2 separate regions of the Zea mays genome follow, and region 2 is linked to region 1. The links are chromatin contacts, called in public Hi-C maps. All regions are on one chromosome and are shown on one strand. The core of a region is the stretch at or near the end of the contact, and the rest is flanking DNA. Distances in the headings are between cores, read along the strand shown. Region 1 holds the start of LOC100192473. Region 2 holds the start of LOC100191974.

Region 1 (5,017 bases), core at 1,409-3,908:
TTGAAATTATATCCAGTGCCAGGTTGGAGCACTTCTGGAGCCATCCTACGTAGAAAATTTGAAAAAGAAAAACATGTAAAAAAAGGATCTAGTTATACAAATATAGAAATTTGGTTAAGAAGTTACCAGCATGGTGTTCCTACAAATGTATTCCTAGATCTTTGCCTATCACCTCTATCAAACATACAAGCAGAAACACCAAAGTCTCCAAGCTTCACTACCCCAGCACCATCGATAAGGATATTACCAGCCTGTACAGTGCCGAATCGAGCAAAAAATAAACAACAATGACTAATAAATACATCAAATGATTACAGTTTCTATCTAAAAAATATTCTACAAATGCTAACCTTGACATCACGATGTATTTGACCCTGCCGGTGAAGGTAATCCAGAGCCTTAAGAGTTTCCTTGAGAATGGAGCCAATGATCGGCTCATCAAAACCTTCCTGGTATGAGATCTTCATTAAGTGTAAACAAGAACCCTCTGTCATGAATGGCATTATCACCCAGAGGCTGTGCTCCACAACAAATGAGCAGTAAGCCCTGATGACATTAGGATGGTCTATCAAGCTCATTATTTGAGCCTCCCTTTGTATTTCATCCTACAAATAATGTAACAGTGGTAAGAACAAAATTCATTTATGACTTCCATAAGGAAAAAGGAAGAGTTAATTGACACCAAGCAGGGAAGACATGTCACTCATCCAGCCTTAGAAAAGTGTTCACAACTTTGGCATTCTGAAACCTAGTTGATAGTGTTTCTGCTTTACAGTGGATTAGGGAGCAGGGAGGATGCCACTTCAAAGCTATGTTACAATTACATTACCACAGCAAAAGTTTCAAAAACAAACACAAAAATGCCCAAAAAAAAACTAGCACAAGCTGCTAGAGATGAATAAGAATAGCAACAACCACAAAAGGTGGATAACATGGAGAATTGTGACACATTATTGGTGGATCATGATCGGTACGGTGTGTGAACATGAAGTCACTGGCTTCTATTGGCAACGGACCCATGGCCTGCCAGCCCACCAGTGAATGGAGTGTTGAGAAGAAACCAGTCAGTACTAGCAAAAGGAACAGGTCCATCTAATATTTCAGTAAACTACTCCCCTCGTTCTAAATTATAAGACATTTGTCTTTTTTAGATACATTCCTTTTACCATGTATATAGACATAGTGTATACCTAAGTGCATAGCAAAAGTTATGTACCTAAAAATGCCAAAACATTTTATAATTTGAAATGGAGGAAGTAATAGCTAAAAATAGAAGGCAATAGCATAAAAAGATGCTTTCAGATGGACTTTACAAGTTTTGGATTTTGAAATTATGTTACAAGACGTCTATTGAGCCCCAAATGTACAGTACTATCATTCTATTTAGGATGAGTTGGACCAATGTGATCTGCTACTAACCCCAAAAAATGAAAACTTTGGATGGAACAAAACTAGAAAATCTGTGCTTAAACAAGCATCCAACCAGTTCTTAGATACACAGCCTCAACAATAAACAGTGATCCCAGATATCAAGTAGAACAATCTATGCTTTATACCATATCATGCTAGCTTATCATCATCAGTTGATCGTATCAATAAAATGTACATGCTACAAGGTCAAAAGATAATAGAATCACTGTCTAAATAGTCTTAAATTTTCCTTAGTCCAATGTGCAGCGCAGAAAATGATGCCATGTGAAATCTAGTAGAATGATAAAAATACCAGAAACTGAAGAAAGAATGGTTAAAAAAACAAATGGCGAATCGCCTCTACAAAAAAAAGATAATGAGTATTTATCATTTTTTTTAAAAAAAAACTGCAAGTTATCTGTGGTCTATCTATAGGACTGCTAAACTGGCATGGAACTCTAGCAGTTTTTAGTCGATGAAAACTCCCAAGGTGACAAGCACCCAAGTACAAGAGTCCCGAGAAAACATTTGAACTCTCCATCACAACCGCCCACGCCTACAATATACCGTGCAAAACAATAATTGCCTTAAAAGTGCTAAAATGCAGGTACATGCCTCCGTTGGTCTTTTCAACTGAGCCTTAAGACTAAGCAATGACTAGTGGCAGACCAAGTAAATGTGATGTCAAAGCAAGATCCGAATTGATCTGGTAAGGGTTACACGGATCAAAACTCAGCCCCGATTTCCAAGCCACCAAATCAAGAGTAAAATCAACTGCAGTCGACCAACGGATCTCACGCTAGATTAAACAGCAGACGGCACCCGCTGGCAGAGCACCGAAGAAAACCCAACGGATTACATGAGGGAGAAGTGCGTCACGGGAGCTCACGATGTTGTTATTGAGCTGATCGAGATCCAGGCACTTGACCGCGACAACACCCTTAGTCGGGAGGAAGATCGCGCGGTACACGACGGCGTGCGCACCGTACCCCACCTCCTCCATCAACCGGTAGTCGGCGGGATTCACAGAGAAGGACGGCGGCCCCGCGGCAGCACCCGCGGCGCCCGAAAACGCCGAGCGCCTCACGCTACCGTTCCTCCCCATGGAACCCGAGGGCCGGAGGTAGCACCCGCCGCGTTATTCCGGCGCAACAGACGGAGCTAGACTCACCCCCCAACGGAGCCGCCTGCCACCGGGGCGTTGACCAGTGTCCCGCGCAGTCGCGCGTGGACGGTGAGAAAGAGAGAGGGGACAGGGGAGAGGGGAGGAGGGAGGGAGCCAGGGAGGAAGAAGAGGAGATAGCGAACGGAAGGACGTTTGGGAAACGAGGTCGTAAAAAGGGCTGAAATTAATTATTTCGTCGGTGACGTGGCGGGGCCGCGGGGGCGAGGCAAGAGGTGCGGTGCGGGACCGACTTGCGGCGATGTGCTGGTAGACAGAAACTCAGAAAGTATGGCTCCTGACAAGTGGGCTCCTGTACTGATGGGTCCTGTTAGCAGAGGCCAGAGGGGCACAACGCGGGAGACTTCAAGAGAGGCGCGTGTCGCCGCCTCCGATGCTGATCATAGATTGGGATTGTCTGAGGAAAGCAGTTGTACGATTTGTCAGCGTTAGTTCAATTTAGGAAGCGAATGTTCTTTAACGAGAATGACTTACGTCAAAAAAGATGTAACTTTATGGTATCCAATAGCTAAAATAAAATTCACTAGTCACTTAGATCTAAAGATCTATATTTTAGTCGTTTTAACTCTTTCTGTTTAAATCTTTAACTTCTAAATGACTAAACTTTAGTCAGTTTTATTTTAGCTACTGTGATAAAAAAACCTTAGATTCAGATTTTGAATAAAATATATTTAAATTAGTTGGTAAAATATATTAGTATTTATAAGTCTAAATAGATATATTATAAAAACATATTCTATGATTAATAAAAAACTATTTATTATACACATTTACACATTTGTCCACTTCAAAAGTTTGGATGGCACATTATCTTTAGAACTAAGGTGGTGTTTGGTTCCCTATGGATTTTAAGAAGTTGGATACTACACGAAATTCATTATAAATCCTATTATCAACTTATGTTGAGATTGTGAGATTGGTTTTCTCACTTGGTCTCTCACCCCTTTTCCTGATGATGAGGGAGTTCCTACAGATGACTTCGCCACTTAGCCTGAGGCACATCCAGCTCAACAGATGCCACCTTCTCCACCTCCTCATCAGCAAGGACAGTACTGGCGGCTCGCACATGGTTATTTTGATTCGTATTTTTAGCAGATGTGGCATGGACTCTAGACTCATATGGATAGACGATTTCAGAGCATGATGACACATGTGGATGGCCGCTTTGATGCTATGCGGTGGCCAATATTCTGTTCTACACAATAAATTCTCCAATGTTGACACCCAGCTGGATGGGGTCCATTCACAGTTTGTTGATCTTCGCACTCATATTCAAGATACTATGCATGATCTCATTATGAGCGGAATAAACAACATGCAACAAAGCTTTTGAGACAATATAGGTGCTATGTCTACTCAATTCGAGACTCTGTCTACCAGTAACAACATTCATTCACTGAATAAGAGGCGGCAACAACTTCAGAATGGCTTAGTCAGTTCACCTACATCTTTGACAGCTTCAGCTCCCACTACTACAGTATGTATCCGTGTCCCCCACCTGGTGTGCAGTGACACCCCTTTGTGGAAATTGATACCAAAGGGGGAGAGAAATAAAGATGGGATCAGGGGGAAGATGGCAATCGGGGGGAGCTCGCAGTGACGCCCCAGTATGTAAGGAAGGTTTGAAAAACAAAATTTACTTTTCTATAAAAATATGCAGTGTTGTCATCAATTACCAAAAAGGGGAGATTGTGAATCATCTAGGCCCCTTAGTGGTGTTTTGGTAATTAGTGACAACTGCTTGTGGACTAATAGTTCTTGGAAAAATAAGAATGCAGGATTGGACCACAGGAAACAGGAAAGTCTTTGAGACGTATAACCATTGGTTATGCATCAAGTGAAGGCAAAGGTATAACGTAGATTTTGTTTTTGTCGGTCATCAGGAGTTCAGAGAAAAATTGATCGGATTACTAGGATGGATAGCCATACTATTAAGAGGGGTCATTGAACTTGATCGGTGTAAAAATTAGTGCCTCATAGAGCATAAAATGTTGCATTTGCATGAGGGCTAACAACGCTTCAGTTTTCAAAAGTCAAAGTCTTCTGTAAAAGCGCAAACTAAAATTACTTACTTTTGTGGTCGACGGACTGTCGGGGCGAGGAGGTCGGATCGTCCGTGACTCTGCCAAAGGTGTCTGCTGGCGCACCTGTCTCTGTGTCCCTGCGCGGACCGTTCGCATGAGCCAAAAAGAGTTTGGGCAGGGACGGTGTGTTTTTTAGTCATTGTACTACAGACTGTCCGGAGTTTTTAGCCGGACAGTATGTGGTCCAGGTGCGGACCGTCCGACCATGGTTGGCGGATAGTTCACCTGTGGTTTTTAAATTGGTTAGTGCTCTAGCATTTCATATTGACAGGTCCCGGACCGTCCGCCCGAGGCGGACCGTCCGGGCTTGCCTTTTTCTGACAGCGCTGACGAGTTTCAA
Region 2 (4,949 bases), core at 1,461-3,960, 130 kb after region 1:
TGGGCTATTCCAATTAAGCTGGACTGCCTTCTCATAATTCAGTATTGCCTGTCAAAGGAAGAAAAGTGTAAATAACGGATGCAATCAAATTTAATCATAAACTAAAAACAACATCAGCATGATTGGCAAGGAAACATGGTAACATTTCAGCTTATTGGCAAGGAATGGAGATCTGTGGATTATTCAAACCCCTTGGGATTTATTGTTTCCCCCCAAATGCTAAGGTTAAAAAATGAAATCCTTTTGGTGAAACTAAACCTTGCAGAGTTGGAACAAGGTTTTCAAGAAAAGATAAGAAATATTGTCATGATATATCACAAAAAGTTCACCGGCTACCGGAGATTTTTTAATGGAAAAAAAACGGTGCCGAAACATGCTGCTTGATACCTGATTTGCTATTGGATAACTTGTGAGCTAGACAGTGAAGTATTATATATCATAATAGATATAACAAGAACAACTTAATATGTGCAACATATATTGCAAGTTCATGTTTATTTAAAAAATCATAAACCCACAATTTGGGTAAAATGTTGCACAGTTTTTTTTTATCAAACAACATAATTGATGAACTGCAGAGAACAGGCACCACAAGGAAACCAAAACAAGATTCAATATTTGACTAAACCTGTTTTACTTGCATTACTCACATAATAATAATTTGGTGTTCAACATAAACAAAGTATAAGAGACATCTCACTAACCTGTTTCCAGAGTTCTTCGGCTTCTTTTGTCCGACCTCGCATTTTAGCCCGATCAGCAATCGCAATAGCCCAGTTATAATATGCCTAAAATAAAAGAGGATGTGTCAAAGCAACATCAAAATATCTGAGACAATTAGAATGATCAACATTGAGCACTATACATTAGAACCATGAAGCTTCTGCAAGGTAAGTTCAATACTTTTCATAGACCATTTGAAAAGTGTGATTGTGATGTTTTTTATTTCTTTTTTTCTGAAAGGGACAAAAGCGCTTATAAACCTTCTATAAATTTGAATTATTTTGATCGGACATAACATAAGTGAGAACTCACATCATAAAGAGTTGGACAAAGCCGGGTAGCTTCAGCATACTTTTTGCAAGCCTCCTCAAGCAATGCATCTTTAGAGGAGCTAGAATTGGGATCCACATTGTCTGCACTCTCCTGAAATAACATTTCAAAAGAATAAGATACAGACTCGCTTAAATCCAAATAGCAATTTTGCAGTGTATATGTAACGTGCATGCTATAAACAACAGCATTCAATCATGGTTGATCACAGCTACGTGTTCACTATATATTAACATGTATAAAAGACCATCATAGTAGGAAAAAGGGAGGTACAAAAGGAATGCACATGTATACCTGGAGGACTAGAGCCCAATTATAATATGCATCAGGGTCATTAGGATTTCTTTCAATTGCATTTACATACCTGCATAACAGAACCTTAAACATGGCAGTAACAAGTAATATAGAGACAGAAAGAACTATATAATATGCAAGCTAATTGTAGCAACACAAAAACTTTAATCAGGCAAGCTAAGCAAACCTTTTGGCAGCAAAAGAAAGAATCCTTTGGCGAGAATGCCCTTCCTCATCAACTCCAGTTACACTATTTATCAAGTCCATCGCCACATCATGGTGGGATGAAAACTGTTGTGTGCTATCTTGGCTGAAATAAATTGAAGAAATCAATAAAAGTTACTGTTTGGGCCATTTCAGTAGGAATTTGTGCATAAGCCAATAAAATAAATGTGAACTAGTTACGTTGCAGCAGCTGTGAACTAATCGTGTACAGAATTACAGAATTTAAGCAGATACAATGATTAATATACCAACAGGTAACAACCATCTGATACCCATTATTCATTATAATGGCGGGAGAGATTTTTCACAGCTTTTCACAAGAAGAAAGGTGCTTCCATATCCATACCTAATAATATAACAATCCTATCCTACCAGAAGATGAGGTGTAGTAGGTTCGCATTAACACCAATTTTTTTCTTTGTTGAAGAAAGATCACCAAAATACCACAATCCATGGTAACAATTGTGCTTGCACATAACCATTCTAATGCAACCAGCATTCACAGCTCAACAATTGTGCTTGTATATAACCATTCTAATGCAACCAGCATTCACAGCTCAAAATATGACGATACAGCTCCACTAAGACAGCAGCTAAACCATCAAAATTAAGCCGCAGCTGCTTAATTCACGTAGCCAACACATCCGACACGAAGTGCTGCTAAAAATGCAATGTCGCAAACCTAACAAGCCACAGTGATCCAGTACACGTAGTGAGATCTAAATGACGCGAATGAGCACAAACCTGTAGAACGAGCCCTCGGCATCATCGGATCCGACCCTGTTCCCATCGCCGAACGCAGATCTCGCGCTGCTGCCGCCAGCAGCCGTCTCGCCATCCTCTTTGAGCTCGCCGAGGAGCTCCCGCATAGTGAACGGGCGGGACCCCTCCGACCCCAGCGCCGCCGTCGCCTCCTCCTGCTTTGCCGTCGCCGATCGCGGCGGCTCCTCCTCCACTTCCTCCTCCTCAACCTGCGGCGGAGGTCCCTCCCCGTCTCGCGCGCCGTTCGCGAGATCCTCCGCACCAGCTGGCCTGGTCTCCGTGGGCTCCTGCATGGTCACTCCTCGAAGCTTGCCCGCGCGGCGGGATCTGGGAGCGGAGCCGCGAGCGCCCGCACGGCCCGGTGGTCTGTCTCCGGCTCTCCGCACCGCAATGAACGGACGGAAACCAGCGCGGGCCGAGCCGCCGAGGTGGGCGTCGCGTCAGCGGAAGGGGAGGGGGAAAGCTTACGTGTCAACGCAGTGACAACCTCTCATAGCATTATGGGCCGAGCCGGGCCTGGAAGTCCAGCACGGGATGGAAAAAAGGCCCTGTCCAGCAGCTGGCTCTCGTCGAGGGGCATTTTGGAACGCCACACACTAGAGCCGTGTGCGGTGCAGACTGCAGCGTGCAGACGGATGGGGTCCAGGGGAATGGGATGGGACGCACCGGGCTCAAATGCCGCCATATCGGGGCCAGGCCACCGAGGGCGGAAGCTGTCCAGATCGCGTGATTCCGCATCCCGTTCGCGAGCGCGACACACGCTGACAGCTCACGGCTGACCTTCCCGACGGCCTCCAGCTCCATCTTGATTCTTGAGGCGAAGCCCCGGTGAGCCAAGCCCATCGGCCAACCACTAGCAATCCAGCTGCTTCCGCTTCAACGCTCCATGGCTCGATTCAGTACGGTTTCGGAATTTGGCTGCGAAGGACTAACTCTTTCGGAGGGGGATTTTGTCTCAGGTGCGTAAGAGTCTGCCATGGCCAGCGAGAATAAGGTCTTTGGGTTCGAGGAAGTCGCCAAGCACAACGTCACCAAGGACTGCTGGATCATCATCGCCGGCAAGGTGCAGTTTTTCTGCTCTGCTCCCATCCTCGGCTCCCCTTTGTGGTGGCATAGGATTTTGGATAACTGTTGGCATGCCTCTGGTGGTTTCATGTACGATACAGTTTTGTGAAATTGTTTGGTGTTCTTGTTGGTGGAATGGTAATCCCTTTCGTTTCCTCTTTGTTTGCAAAGGTTTTACGATCTAAGGAAAGCTTACGACGCTATCTGTTCGATGATAAGGTTCTTGATAAGGTTTTATGGAGAATAATTGATGGTAGACTTGGCTTCTTACAGCAGCAGAATTGAATCAGTTGTGCTGGCATTTATTTCGAATCAGATTTGCTCATTTGCTGAACCTAAACTGGCGTACTGGGGGTGTTTGAATGCACAAGAACTAATAGTTAGTTGGCTAAAAATTGTTAGTAGAATTATCTAGCTAACAAATAACTACCTAACTATTAACCAATTTACCAAAAATAGCTAATAGCTGAACTATTAACTAGGGTGTTTGGATGTCTCAACTAATTTTAGCCAATAATTATTATCTCTAGTGCATTCAAACACCCACTAAAGATGTTTTGGTTTGTCAAATAGCAGCCCTAGTTATTCATCAGTGGGTGACTCAATCCAGGTTCAGAAACCACCTTTTAGATCTAATCCATGTTCAATGATCAGTTAGGTTGATCGGATCTGAGGACCAGGAACTGCCTTTAGAGTTTAGATCAACTTCATCTTGCTCTGTATACTTGGATGACTGTAGGACAAAAGCTTATTACAATCCACACGAATGGCATGTTCAGAATTTACCACAAGGATAGTGCTTTAAATTGAGACCTTTCTGTATATTGAAATAACAATGCATGAGAAAACAGACAAAAATATGGCTTGTTTTTATTCGGTAAATCTATAATTCCTCAAAAAAAGTCCAAAATATAAACTACATAAATGATGATTCATGGTTGATATTTTCACATCCGAATAAACATGTGGTGTACTTACTACATGTGGGCCATTTTTTCTGTTTTCAATTATATGCCCTTGGATGTACTAGTATGCCCATATATTATATAGGTTTCCACTGCACCACGAAAATAAGTTACTCTAGAAGTAGTATATTTTCTTAGGTCCAATGTTTTCCCTTTAGAAAATTCTTAACCTTTTTTATGTAGAGGAGAGGTAGTAAAAGGAGACTCAAAAGAATGAACTATATTCAAAGATTTAGTCTTGAATAGGAGTGAATAGAAAACTTCTATTCACGTGCCTGAATTTTGATTTGTGTTTTTTTTTTAACTCTGGCCTATAACAACTTGCTTTGGGCTAAAAGTCTTTGTTGTTGTTTTTCCTGTTTTCTCCTATATACGAATCTTTTAAGTTATTATTATCATCAAACATTCTGCTGGAAAAATGTGTACCATGTGCTAATTCTACTGAACTTAATTGTTTTTATTAATAAAGAAAAGAAAATAGTAGCTTGCCTTACATTTGTTTGTGACAAATGGTTTGTCATTCTCGGTGTAGCTAATGCTTAATGGCCATGCTATTTCTGGAATTAGGATTTTTGGCCCTTAGTT

What was found. Hi-C and Micro-C count contacts between places; a contact is called where the count stands out from the background.
Region 2: a Hi-C map of leaf shows a contact between it and region 1, with 5 times the contacts expected there. The contact joins the promoter of LOC100191974 here to the promoter of LOC100192473 in region 1. A contact is called at or near these places in 18 of 25 Hi-C or Micro-C datasets (bundle sheath, ear, endosperm and 5 more) and 1 of 3 datasets of contacts at active chromatin or transcription factors (seedling).

Annotation. Positions count from the first base shown.
Region 1 is chr1:228,337,787-228,342,803 of Zm-B73-REFERENCE-NAM-5.0, forward strand. It overlaps LOC100192473, which reads right to left and starts at 2,659. Exons shown (of 22, transcript NM_001137693.1): 1 at 2,300-2,659; 2 at 351-605; 3 at 127-251; 4 at 1-45. The coding sequence starts at 2,515.
Region 2 is chr1:228,468,136-228,473,084 of Zm-B73-REFERENCE-NAM-5.0, forward strand. LOC100191974 reads right to left here and starts at 2,711. Exons shown (of 14, transcript NM_001137398.1): 1 at 2,317-2,711; 2 at 1,535-1,657; 3 at 1,348-1,417; 4 at 1,036-1,146; 5 at 705-788; 6 at 1-48. The coding sequence starts at 2,627. LOC109943508 (cytochrome b5) reads left to right here and starts at 2,923. Exons shown (of 4, transcript XM_020546725.3): 1 at 2,923-3,162; 2 at 3,294-3,397. The coding sequence starts at 3,311.